Linked DNA regions of Ovis aries: region 1 is linked to region 2. Evidence: chromatin contacts called from public Hi-C data. All regions are on one chromosome and are shown on one strand. Each heading gives the region's core, a stretch centred on a gene start, on an enhancer-like site or on the middle of the called end of the contact. The rest is flanking DNA. Distances are from core to core; before and after follow the strand shown.

The links. Hi-C and Micro-C count contacts between places; a contact is called where the count stands out from the background.
Region 1: a Hi-C map of tail adipose tissue shows a contact between it and region 2, with 3 times the contacts expected there. The contact joins the promoter of MYC here to the enhancer-like site in region 2. A contact is called at or near these places in 4 of 16 Hi-C or Micro-C datasets (blood, skin fibroblasts and tail adipose tissue).

What each region holds. Positions count from the first base shown.
Region 1 is chr9:25,735,230-25,741,345 of ARS-UI_Ramb_v3.0, forward strand. MYC (MYC proto-oncogene, bHLH transcription factor) reads right to left here and starts at 3,307. Exons shown (of 3, transcript NM_001009426.1): 1 at 3,109-3,307; 2 at 627-1,392. The coding sequence starts at 1,383. LOC132657163 (a long non-coding RNA gene) reads left to right here and starts at 3,622. Exons shown (of 2, transcript XR_009594937.1): 1 at 3,622-5,694; 2 at 5,852-6,116.
Region 2 is chr9:25,677,310-25,683,366 of ARS-UI_Ramb_v3.0, forward strand. No RefSeq gene overlaps it. Among named protein-coding and RNA genes, the nearest start is that of MYC, 58 kb to the right of the region's middle. Within about 2 kb of position 3,447, at least 21 of the 54 cell types and tissues checked have an H3K27ac peak or open chromatin away from gene starts, as enhancers often do. A contact at or near this core is called in tail adipose tissue, where this site is marked.

The sequences.
Region 1 (6,116 bases), core at 2,057-4,556, 58 kb after region 2:
CGAAGTCCAATTTTGTAAAGGATTGGCTTTTAGTGTTCAAAAGAGGTGCAAAGATCCCAACTCAGTCCATACACTTTTAAGGCACTTTCACTAGCTCCCGGCGCTCAGGGGGAGGCTGCCCGGTCTCTGTACACTGCCCCTCTTCATTTCTGTTGATCTGTAGTCCACTAAATCCCAACAACTCAGAAGGGAGGAGGGAGGTAATTCATTCACTCTCGGAGATCAATCCTCTCTTAACTCCACAACGACGACTCGCCCCGCCCCCTTCCAGGGCAATTAAAATGCTTAAGAGGGGTAAGAGGGAGCGGATTGAGTTGCTAGATAAGCTAGAAGATTTAAAAACCCAAAAGAAATTCCTAAGGGGAGGGAAGGGAAAGGAGAGGACTGGCCACTAGGGCGATCTTAGGGGAAGGAGTGGGAAGAACACTAAAGCTCAGTGTTTCAGGGATGGTGAGCTCCCAAACTCTTCCAGACCTGACATTTCTTTTTCAAATATAAGGAGAAAAAGGCAGTGGGGGGCAGTGGGGGGGGGGGGCAACTGAAGTATGGCCCCTTGAGTTGGCAGCCAATGAGAATAGGAAAGAGCCAGCCGACCCCTCTGACGCGCCTGGAGGGTCCCAGCTTACCAGAGTCGCTGCTGGTCGTGGGTGGGGTCTCCTCGTGGAGAGCCAGGGGCTCGGGACTGGCCCGCGGGGAGGACTCAGCAGAGGAGAGCAGAGAGTCAGAGGAGGGGGAGAAGGCGGTGGAGTCCGGGGAGGCGCAGGGCTTGGGCGAGCTGCTGTCGTTGAGCGGGTAGGGGAAGACCACCGAGGGGTCGATGCATTCAGAGGCGGCGGCGCTCAGGTCCTGCAGGTACAAGCTGGAGGTGGAGCAGCCGCCGTGCCCGCGGGCGGGGCTCGGGCTGCCGCCGTCTTTGCGCGCAGCCTGGTAAGAGGCCAGCTTCTCCGAGACGAGCTTGGCGGCGGCCGAGAAGCCGCTCCACATACAGTCCTGGATGATGATGTTTTTGATGAGGGTCTCATCGTCGGGGTCGCAGATGAAGCTCTGGTTCACCATGTCGCCTCCCAGCAGCTCGGTCACCATCTCCAACCGGTCCGCGGAGGAAAAGCTGCCGCCGCCGCCGTCGTCGTCTCCCCTGGGCGAGAAGGAGGCGACCGCGACGTACGACGGCGAGCAGAGCCCGGAGCGGCGGCTAGGGGACAGGGGCGGGGTGGGCAGCAGCTCGAATTTCTTCCAGATGTCCTCGCTGGGCGCCGGCGGCTGCAGTTCGCTCTGCTGCTGCTGGTGGTAGAAGTTCTCCTCCTCGTCGCAGTAGAAATAAGGCTGCACCGAATCGTAGTCGAGGTCATAGTTTCTGTTGGCGAAGCTGACGTTGAGGGGCATCGCGGTAGCCTGCCGGAGGGGGCACACAAAGACGGGGCAAGTCTTGAGTTAAAGGGGTCTTGGATGGTGCCGAAACCCCCACGCAGCGCGCACTGCGCGCCACAATCCAGAACCACTCCCCTTCCAGCGCGATCCCCAAATGAGGCTGATGGGAGGTGGGGAACGGACAAAAAAGGCACCCTTTTAGCCCGCTCTGAGTGACCCTCTACTATCTCAGACACACACTTGGCGAACCAGCTCCGCAGCGCCGCGGGGCTTTTCGGCTCTCCTCCGGGGAGCCTGGAGCGCGAAGCCCGGGAGTCTGCCCCGCGACCGCCCAGCAATCGAAATCAGCTTTGGCCTCCGTCACAGGCCCGGGTAGGCGGCGGCGGCGGTGGGGAATAGGATCTGCCAAACGCCGGGGCGCAAAGTTTTGCGCCACCTGAAGGAGGCGGCGAGAGACGCCGCGGCTGGAGCGGTTGCGCTCGGCCCCCTCCCGCTCCCGGGCCCCTAGCGCCGCGCCCGTTCCCACTCGCGCGCCCTCGTCTCGCTGTTTCCCCTGCCGGCGCCGCCGCCCCTCCCAGCCTCCCTTCTCCGCCTCCCGCATCCCTACCCCCAGCGCAACCCCCTTCTTTCCTTTGCGGGCTTTCCTTCTCTCTCCGGCTGGGGTGGCGAGCTCAGCTTCGAGCCTTTAGCCCTTCTCCACCCCCCCCCCCCCCACCCCCGACCCTCATAAATAAAAGGAGAGTGTTAAATAATAACAGAGACGTCTCCCTTCAACACTCAATACGGCGACGTAACTGCGCCAGAGACCCTGCTACGATTCCGCGCCCGTAGCCGGGCGTCTTCTCCCTCACCAGCCGAGGGTAGCAGCTGTTCTCGAAAAGCCCGGTGCCTCGCTCCTGGCCGTCCTCCGCATCTCAGGGGGCGTAGGGACACCCGCGCGGGGACCCCGGAGGCGGCCGGGGAGCCAAGGCTAGGTGCAGAGATTTTGCCCTCATCCCCCCCCACCGCCGAGTCAATAATTCCAGGAGACTCGGACACATCTTTGCCCCAGCTTCCTTTTCCCCGTCCCCGCGCCTTCCCAACACCGAATCCTAACCTCTCTGTAGACCAAAATCTTTAATTTTACTATCCTTTAAAAAAAAAGTCAAAGGCCAACTTCTAAAAGGAGCCGGGAGCGTTGGAGACGCCGAGGGGGTCGGCGGGCGGGACGCGCCGCAGTGTCTGTCTCTGGCTGTCAGAAATGCAGTAAGCCGAAATTTAAATGCCCTTTTCCAGACAGGAAAAAGTCAGCGGCTGCGGAGCTCTCTTCGCTCAAACATGCAATGTGTAATTCTTACTCCAAGGAGTTCAGGATGTAAAGGGTTTTCTGTCAACCGCGAAGCATACCCTTCTTCTCCCCGACAAAAGGCAAAAAAGCAATTAATGCAATAAAGCATGAATGTCCACCCGGCCGGGGTCAGCGTCCATCTAAGGCGAGCAAAAACCTCTAAAGGCTACTTTCAGAAAACGCACCCCCGGTTTCCCTCTGCCTTCCTCTCTCTTCCCATCTTGACAAGTCACTGTACCCCGACCCAGTTCTGGTTCCTCTCCACCCCACCCCGACCAGCCACAACTACTCTGAGAAAAGTGTCAATAGCGCAGGAATGGGAGAAAAGACACTCGATTCGGGCGTTCTGCTCATCGCGGCGTTAAGGCGGTAGCAAAAATAAATGAAAAAGGCCAATAGGTCCGGGTGCTCACCCGTATTTCCACTATCCGAAGGAAATCTAGCGTCCAAAAAGCGGCGAGGAGCGCCTTTCAGAGGCGCGGGTCGTGGGCTGCGGCGAGGGAAAGTGTCTCCCCAAAAAGGCAGAAGAGCTTCTCTGCGTCCGGGGAGTCTTGGTGTCGCTCGGGTGTTGTAAGTTCCAGTGGGCAAAGTTTCGCGGATGCGGCGCGGGTGGCGGACCGCTAGCAGGGGTCCGCGGGGAGGGTGGGGTGGGGGCCGGCCTGGCTGGAGGCGCAGAAGCCCCCCTTTGACTCCGGATCTCCCTTCCCCGGGCGCCCGGAGCGCGACTCCGCTCGCTAGGCTGGCTCGGCTCTTCCACCCTGGAGGGCCCGCCCGCTCGCTCCCTCTGCCTCTCGCTGGAATTACTACAGCGAGTCAGATAAAGCCCAGAAAAAACTGGCTTTTATACGAGAAGGTAAGGCCCCTCCTCTGTTCTTTTTCCCGCCAAGCCTCAGAGTAGCCCTGCCCTTCCAGGCAGTGGTGGAGCCAGGCGGCGGCCGCGGCGAGCCAGCCGCAGCGGTAGCCGCGAGATGCGCAGCCCGGGGGTCCTCCGCAGCGGAGACCCTCGCCTATAAAGGGCTGGTGGGCGGGGACTCACCAGAGAGGATCTTTGTCTCCCCCGCCCTCTGCTTTGGGAACCCGGGAGGGGCGCTGGTGGGGAGGGAGGGCGGGAGGGGAGGAGATTCAGCTCTTTGAGCCTGGCACTCCAGTGCGCCGAGCTCTCGGATGTAAACACGGTCAGAGCGCCGCATGAATTAACTGCGCGCGCCTACCATTTTCTTTTGCTCCCGCTCAAACCGTCTCTCTGCTGCTTGGTTCCTGTGGAGCAGCGCTGTGTTGGACAAACCGCATACTTGTCCTGTGTTCTTAAATCATCTGGGGGCAGAACCGCTCATCCCTAGATGCTGAGAATACACCGTGTACCCACGGCTGCGCCATGCACGTCCCGGGTGGACAGGCCGGGAAGGGGCAGCCTTTGGAAAATAACTCCTACGAAGAGAGGAGGAAAGAAGGGGTATTGATGGGCGTGCGCTCTGAGTGTGTGTGTGCTGGGGGGTTAAGTGTCGATGGGATACATGATCAAAGGTATGGGGAAGAAAAATGGTGCCTGGAATTACTAAAATAATTCAGCAACGCGCTGCCACGTATACTTGGAGAGCGCGGTATGAATAAACACCCATTGCATTTGTTGGGGGTGTTATGCATTCTGGGTGTGCGCAGCTTTCTCGACTGCGCACCTTCCACCCACAATGAATCCCCCGATTGCTGCCAAAGTCGCAGAGGACCCCCACTCCTGGCTCTGCCCGCGCAGACCTACACGGATCTCCGTGGGGGCCAGCGTTCCTCCTGCCCCTCCCCCCACCCAGTACGCGCTAATCCCTGAGATCTTTCTGCGGGTTCCAGAGCTGGAATAAGGGAGGAGCGCGCCTGCGGGTGCGCGCCGCGGGGGACCACCCCCGTCCCTCTAAACCCCCATCCCACCCCCGCGCCTCTCTCTCGGAGTTCCCAATTCCGCAGCCAGGTTTCAGAAGAGAGACGAATCCTCTTTGCGCCCCGTGGCGCCGGTTTGCACCACTCTGGGGCTCCCAGGTTTGGGGAAAAATAGAAGGCGCTAGACGGGAGGATACAGCCCGGGGGAGGGGGGCGCGAGCCTCAGGACCAGACTCCCCAGAAGAGGGAAGGGGGCGAGCCGGAGGATCCTGCCTGGGGAGTCTGCAGAGTCCCCGGTGAGGAAAACCGTTAACTCTTTCCTGCTAGGACAAACCGAACGTTGACTTCCTTTCTGGGTCTGCTTTTCTCTTTATCATTGGGCTCGAAATCACACACACACACACACACACACACACACACACACACACACACACACAATGCATCGATTCTCATCTAAGGAGAGGAGCCAAGTATTACTTCCGTTTCTTGGGGGGGGGGGGGGATGTGTGCTGGCAGTGTCTTGAGCCAATTAAAAATTGGCCGAATTTCAGGCATTGATTTCCTAGTTCACTGACTCTTAAATTTTTTCTGAATACCATAGTGAAGTGTGTATGTATAGTAGAATCCACGTACATCTGTATACTTTTCATGTTCACGTCAGCCTAGAATTTTGCCCAACACGACACATGATTTGTTCACTCCCTCAATGAATCTATATTTAATATATAATGCATATCCCCTCGGGATTTACTAGTTTGCATTATACAGAGGCGATCTATCCCAGCCCCAGTCCCTCATCCAAGGGCGTTATAACTTTTCCACGCCCCTTCCCCCTCCTTCCAAAAGTGAAAAAAATTTGGAACGGGGAGGGCTCGCCTATGTCATGCCTGTGTTTGAGATAAATTATTACCCGTTGAGTTTGCTGCTCGGCATTCGATTGTTAAAAGAGTAGTAACTTCCTCCAAATCAGGCACAAGGCACAAGTCGGTTTTAATGACTGCAAATTGCTCCAGCCTCCAGGTCTTTGCCGCAAACGCAAGTGACCAATCCCTAGCCAGAGTTTTGCCGCAAAGCGTCTTTCCCTGCCCCCTCCCAGAGCTGCACCCGCGCCCCAGGTTTCGAAAGTTAAAGTAAGTGTGCCCTCTACTGGCAGCCTAGGTCGCTGCGTCTGGATGCCAGCTGAGGGCGGGCTGGTCGGGTGGGGGCAGGGGCGTCCGGGAGCACCCGGCTGAGGAAGGGGCGGTTCCTTAAAATGAGTTTCCAGCCGCCGTTTTATGATTCCTTCAGGCCAACTGCAGAGAGGTGGAAAGAAGAGGAATCACCGGAGAGAAAAGTGGTTCAGAGGAGGCTGTCCAACTGCATAAGAGGTGGTGAAAATGAACCCATAGCTACCTCCGGGCTGGCTTCCTAGGTGGCTAAGTGGTGGAGAATCTGCCTGCCAATGCGGGAGACGCAGGAGACCGAGGTTCGATCCTTGAGTCGCGAAGACCCCCTGAAGGTTGCAATGGCAACCCATTCCAGTATTCTTGCCTGAAGAAATCCCATGGACAGA
Region 2 (6,057 bases), core at 2,197-4,696:
TTTCTCCCTGTGCCTGGGCAAGGAGGGACGGCTGGAGGATGAGCTGGACCCTCCTGCTCCAGGCGGAGCAGCATCTTTGTCTGTCTTTAGTTTCAGGGTCCTCTGACTTCTACGAGTGGGCCTGGGGAGGCAGATGGCCAGGGCAAATCCAGGTGTCTCTGCCACTCCGTGGCTGTGTGACCTGAGGGTGGGGGTTGGGGGCATCCTTAATCTGACCTGTGGGCTCCCCATCTGCAAAACTGTGATGATAACGATAATTTTGTCTTTCCAGGTAGCTTGCCAGGTGGCCAATGCCAGAGACCCGGGTTCAATCCCTGGGTCGGGAAGATCCCCTGAAGAAGGAAATGGCAATCTACTCCAGTATTCTTGCCTTTGAAATCCCATGGGCAGAGGAGCCTGGCAGGCTAGAGTCCACCCGATCGCAAAGAGTCAGACACGACTTGGCAATTAAACAACACAATAGCTGGGGGATTATATGAATAACAAATATGAAGCATTTCAAGGCTGGCCCACAATAAGAACTCCATCACTACCGGACACTTTATTGTAACTGCCTTGGTGAGGCTATAGGAAGCATAAAATGGGAATAACAAGCTCGGCCTGATATAAGATTTCAGTGTTATTACAAAAACTGCCACTATTATTGGGAATTCCTTGGCAGTACAGTGGTTCAGACTCCATGCTTCCACTGCAAGAGGCAAGGGTTCCATCCCTGGTGGAGGAACTAAGATCCTACATGCCACGTGGCATGGCAAAAAAAAACGGGGGGGAGGGGAAGAAAGAAACTACTACACTACTATTATGATCATTTACTATTATTGTTATTAGAGTCTTAGATTCGTTGGGACCAGAAAAATAGAAGGGACAAGGCAGAGTCTATCAAAGGACCCATCTTGGCAGTGCCTCCTGTAAGGCTTCGAACTCCTGAAGTTTTTTAGGGAAAGGATAGAAATGACCATCAACAGGGCTCATCCACAGTCAAAATTATTCCATTTTGGGTCAGGAGTCCCCCCATTGACATAGAGTAGGTGCAGGAACAAGCCTGGTTTCTTAAAAACCTGCATCCAGAGTTTTGTGGGTTTTTTTTTTTTTTAAAGGGGGCGGGTGGGGAGAACACCATGTCCACAGCCAACAAGGACAGGAAATACAAAAGAAAAAGCTTGAGCATCCAGAAGCCATCTGACACCTAAAACACACAGAGAAGCGCAGCCATTAGCAGGCCCAAGGCTACCTCGCCGAGGAACGTGGACCAGCTACCATCCAAGGTTCTCGCTCCCACAGGGAAGGCTCAACCACCTGCCATCAGTATCACCACTTTCAGGGAAACTCACACAAAGAAGAATAAATATCATCCAGGAGGCTCTTTAGTTGAGCTGAGAAAAAAATGTCCCTCCCAGGCAGGCAGAAAGCCCTGGGACACAGGCTCTGAAACCCAGCCTGCCTGCTTGCCTGCCATTCAGGAGGAAAAGAAAAAGCTAAAGCACAAGAGATCAGCTGAATGTGGCCGGTGAGAATTTACCCAGTTTTTAGATCAGTAAACTCACAAATCAGTTTCCGGGGATTGGGGTCTGTCCGATATTTCGGAATCGAGAAGAACTCCCTCTTTCCAGCCCAGAAAAGCTCTAGCCCCAGACAGAAAGGGCAAGCCCAGACAGCATGCGCCGGGGGTAGGAGGGAATCAATCAGAAAAAGAAACTGATTTCTTCTCCTTTTCAAGAGAAGCCTGGATGATGCAAAATTCTTCACTCAGAGCGTAAAGCAACAACAACAATAAAAAGTCACCCTTCAGCAGGCAAAACAAAAATGACCACAGAACAAATTCCCCCGTGCCCCTTCCTCGGGAATTCACTGGGGACAGCATTATGATCGGCCCCGGACCCTCTCAGCCTTGCCATCACCAGACTCATCCATAGAATCCCAGTCGCCCAGTACCAAGGCCTTAGACCACGAGGTGCTCCTTACCTCCAGGATGTAATTGCTCCCAAACAGTGGGGATCAGGCCAGGAGGCTCCTGCCCAGCCCAGCCACTCTGGGCTTGTTCTGCTGCTGCTTCCAGGAAGGTTTTTGTCCTAATAAATCTTTCAGGAAGTCCCACTGAGTGTTCAGAGGATCCATCCAACACCCTTCTCCATTAGTTAAAGCTTCAGACAGATTCGCTGTGACCACAGGACTGTGTCAGATGAACAAGCCTGAACTTGTCACTGCCAGTATGCAAAAGAGGGCTGCAATATCCTATAACAAACAGCGCAGCAGACACAGTCCCTACCTCCTCAGAGCCTCCGCCCACCCACCACACACAAACACACGTTTCTTCCCGCTTTGCTCCAACAACTAAGCATTTCCAGGAGCCAGGACGCAAAGTGATGGGGGAGGGGGGATGCAAGAGGGGCAGCCAGCCTCTCTTTGGAAAACAGAAGACGGAAAAGAAACACCCAGACCTCACCCTCTTCTCCCCCAAACCCCTCACTTAGGGATTTCCTCTCTTCTCTCATCTTACAGACGGGCCTGAAGTCAGGGGCTCGAGTGAACAGAATATTCCATGTCTGCCAACTCTCGGGAAAATATCTGCCCACCGAACACATGCACCCTCATGGTTGCCCTTCCCGAAAGTCTACACTTGGACCACAAACGCTGGCATAAATAAAAGCACATTAGCCTCGAGAGGGTAAACCTAAATACACCAACAATCCATCCAAATAGAATTACCAGGATGAGGGTGTGGGGGCACCCGGAAAACCAGCAAATGCAATGCACAAGGAGAGAAAGTTTCCAAAACCAGAGTTGCTGAGTTTTCGGAAATCACCTTGTTGGGGAGTTGGGGGTGGGGCGGTGGGGAGATGGGCGAAGGATGGAGGGTGTATCATATGGTTCGCAGGCTTTTCAGCTAGCAAAAGGGGCCTCCCGACCTTGTCTGCGAATCCCAATCAGTACTGATCGGAGGGGGTCTATATTTGGAGGTTAGATAATAAATACTTTTCATCAAGACCACAAATCCGGAATTATCTCTCTGCAAGGGCTATTTGATGTCACCCTCTTCCCCTCCCCCCCCCGCCCCAAAACGCCCCAAACTGGCTGCCAGTCTAGAGTGTGGAGATGAGGAAAGTGCACGGTTGACAAACACGTTGAGATCTGAAAGCTCTTTCTGTCGGTCCAGCTGCCCACCGCGCATCCCTCCCTGCAAGGCCAAGGCTGCCGACTCTCCAGAAAGGCTGAGGACAAAATTGTAACTTACTGAAAGGTGGCTCCAACCGTGTCTCCGCAGGTCACCGGGACCGCCAACATCCTTTCTGCGTGGAAATCCACTCGAGGGGGTCCGGGGCGGGGGCGTGCCGGGGCTCATCCTCGCTCGCGGCCCCTCGCCGTTCCCCCGGGCCCCGCCGCCCCGAGTCCGCCCGGCCCGCGGGCCCATGTGCTCGGCGGCCGCACGCGCTCTGCCCGCTGGAGCGCGGGGCAGGCGGGCGGCCCCTGACGTCACGGCGGCTCGCGCTCCGGGCCGCGGGGGAGGGGAAAGCGCGCGCCGCCGGGCTGGCCGCGTGCGTCCTCTGCCCCGGCTCCGCCGGCGCCCCCCGGCACCCCGCCGCCCTGCCCGCCGCCCCGCGAGCCCCTCTGCCCGCGGCCGGAGCAGCTTCGGGCATCCAGCCGCGGAGGGCCGCGCGCGGAGGCTGGGAGGGCCTGGGCCGCCTGGGGCCCCGATGGCCCGGGGGAGGGCGCGCTCCGCACCGGGCTGGGGGTCCTGGCCGCGTTCGCACCGCGGCCGGGGGAGAGTCAGCTCGAACTCGGCGATGGTGCCCATTCACTTGTGCGCGGCGCTTTCAGCTTCTCTCCTCCCCCCACTGCCACACACACACACCAACCCCACCACCCTGGCGTCCTGGAGTCTTCCCACTTGCCAGATGTGGAAGGCGAGTTTAGGGAAATAAGGTGGACCGAGATGCTCTGAGATGGGAGCTCTCCACAGCAGACCCTGGCTTAGCTCTATCTCTAGAGATCCGAGCGCCTTCCTGGGTACCACCAGCATCCGCAGGCCTGGTAAGAGGGGCGTACACGCCTTCTCACCTCCTTCGACGTCTCCAGCTGCCCCCGAGGGCTGAGGTTGGCACATCCGTGCAGAGGGCGGCTGTCTACACAGCTGCTTCCCCTCGGGGGTATGAAGCCCCTCGGGTGTATTCACCCCCGTGAATGTCCAGTTCCCCGCCCCCTCGCCCCCCCCCCCCCGAAGGAAAGAAAGAACGCTGGCCTCCTGCAGGGAAAGCATTTATCTTGCCTTCTCTACAAAAGCCCGGGACTGGACCGAAGCGAGGAGCTGCCTCCGTTCACTCTACCATCTCACAAGCGCTTAGGGCAACCAGGCGCCCTGCTAGGCGACTGGGAGGAGCGACTGAAAGGCAAGTTGGGTGCAAGCCGTAGAAGGAGTTCACAGTCCGGTGAGAAGATGGACACGCAAGTGTCCAATTTCAGAATTCTGGAAGCGAAGACTGTCCCTCTCTCACCGACGCAGTGCGCTACCCTCCCTCTCCGGCACACCCAGCGGCCTTCGGGGCATCCTTCCAGCTCTGTTCTATTCAGTTTCTCCCATTACAAGGGCTTCTTCCTGACTGGTCTGGTTGCCCCCTCTTGAAAAAAAAAAAGCAAAACTTCAGGTGATGCTCCTTGTACCATCTGAAACACAGATTCATTTATAACCACCGAACGCTTGTTTTGTGCTGGCTTCCTGTCGTGGGCTGGACAGATCTCCGAGTTCTGATGGTCAAACCTCAGCATCTGCATAAGACACTGTAGGAGCTGTGAGAACAGCCCGCTGGCTGCTTACAAGTTCTCCCTGGAAGCGACCTCTGTCATCCCGGGGAAGCTGGCGTGCTCCTGCTAGGCGTCTGCAGGCCAGGTGAGGCCAGGCGTCCAATGACAATTCATTCTCTGAGACCCTACCTTGGCTACTTTATCCTTCCTGCTGGCTGTCTGCCCTGGGGCCTCTCTGGGCCGAAACCTTGACCCAGGACTCGCTAAACATTGACCTTGACTTTGCTTACTCTCTTTGGATCCCTGAAATATTCCTCTTAAATTCACATTTTTCCATTTTTTTAAATTCCTCTTTAAAAAAAAAAATTTCCAGAAGAATTGCAAAGAAAATATCTTACTATTCCTACCATCCAAAATTAACTAAAATGACATTTTGGTATACCTGCTTCTAATTTTTTTTTAATTGTTCTCTTCTTGCATAAGGGATACAGTATAAGTACATTGTAAAAAATTAAAAATGTGCAAGAAAGTATAGAAAATAAAAAAAAATAAAATTTTTGTCAGCCAGAAATACCTTCCATAAATATTCTATAAACCCAAGACATCTTTTTAGGCATACTTATTTATGTATCCAGGTAGATGGATAGCTAGATGCAGGATTGACAGGAAAAATATATTGATTTTGAAATCGTAATACTGTGTAGTTGCTACTTTTAAATTTAAGGCATTTCATTTTCTTTGAGTAGAAGACAAGGAAGCCAACATGAAGCTGAAGGAGTCCTTAAACTTTAAATCTTTCCTTACCACGTGAGAGATATCGCTTCCTAAATAATTTGGCAAGTGGTCAGATGAACAAAAGGAGAGTGAAGTCATGGTGTTTTCTTTGTAGGTCTCTCTATCTAATTATCTATAAGTAGGTATTTCTCCAAAGATGACATACAAATAGCCAACAGACATATTAAAAGATGTTGATTATAAATTTCTCTTAGAGAGCAGGCAATTCCTTGCTTCCACCTGCCCTTACTTCACCTCTTTTATCTCTTAATTTTCTTAATGTTTTTAAATCGCCACCCTCCATTCCATAACTGAAATTCCCATGGTTATGTAATACTGGGTCTATAATTACATAATTTCATGCTCATGATCAGTCCTTCCCTTTTCCTTCTTTCTTTAAAATTCTATTTATTTACTTTCGTTTTTTTGGCCACATCTCTCAGCATGCAAGATCTTAGGTTTCCCAACCGGGGATTGAACCGGAGCCCCTGGCATTAGAGGGATGCAATCTTAACCACTGGACTGCCAGAAAAGTCCCAGTCCTTC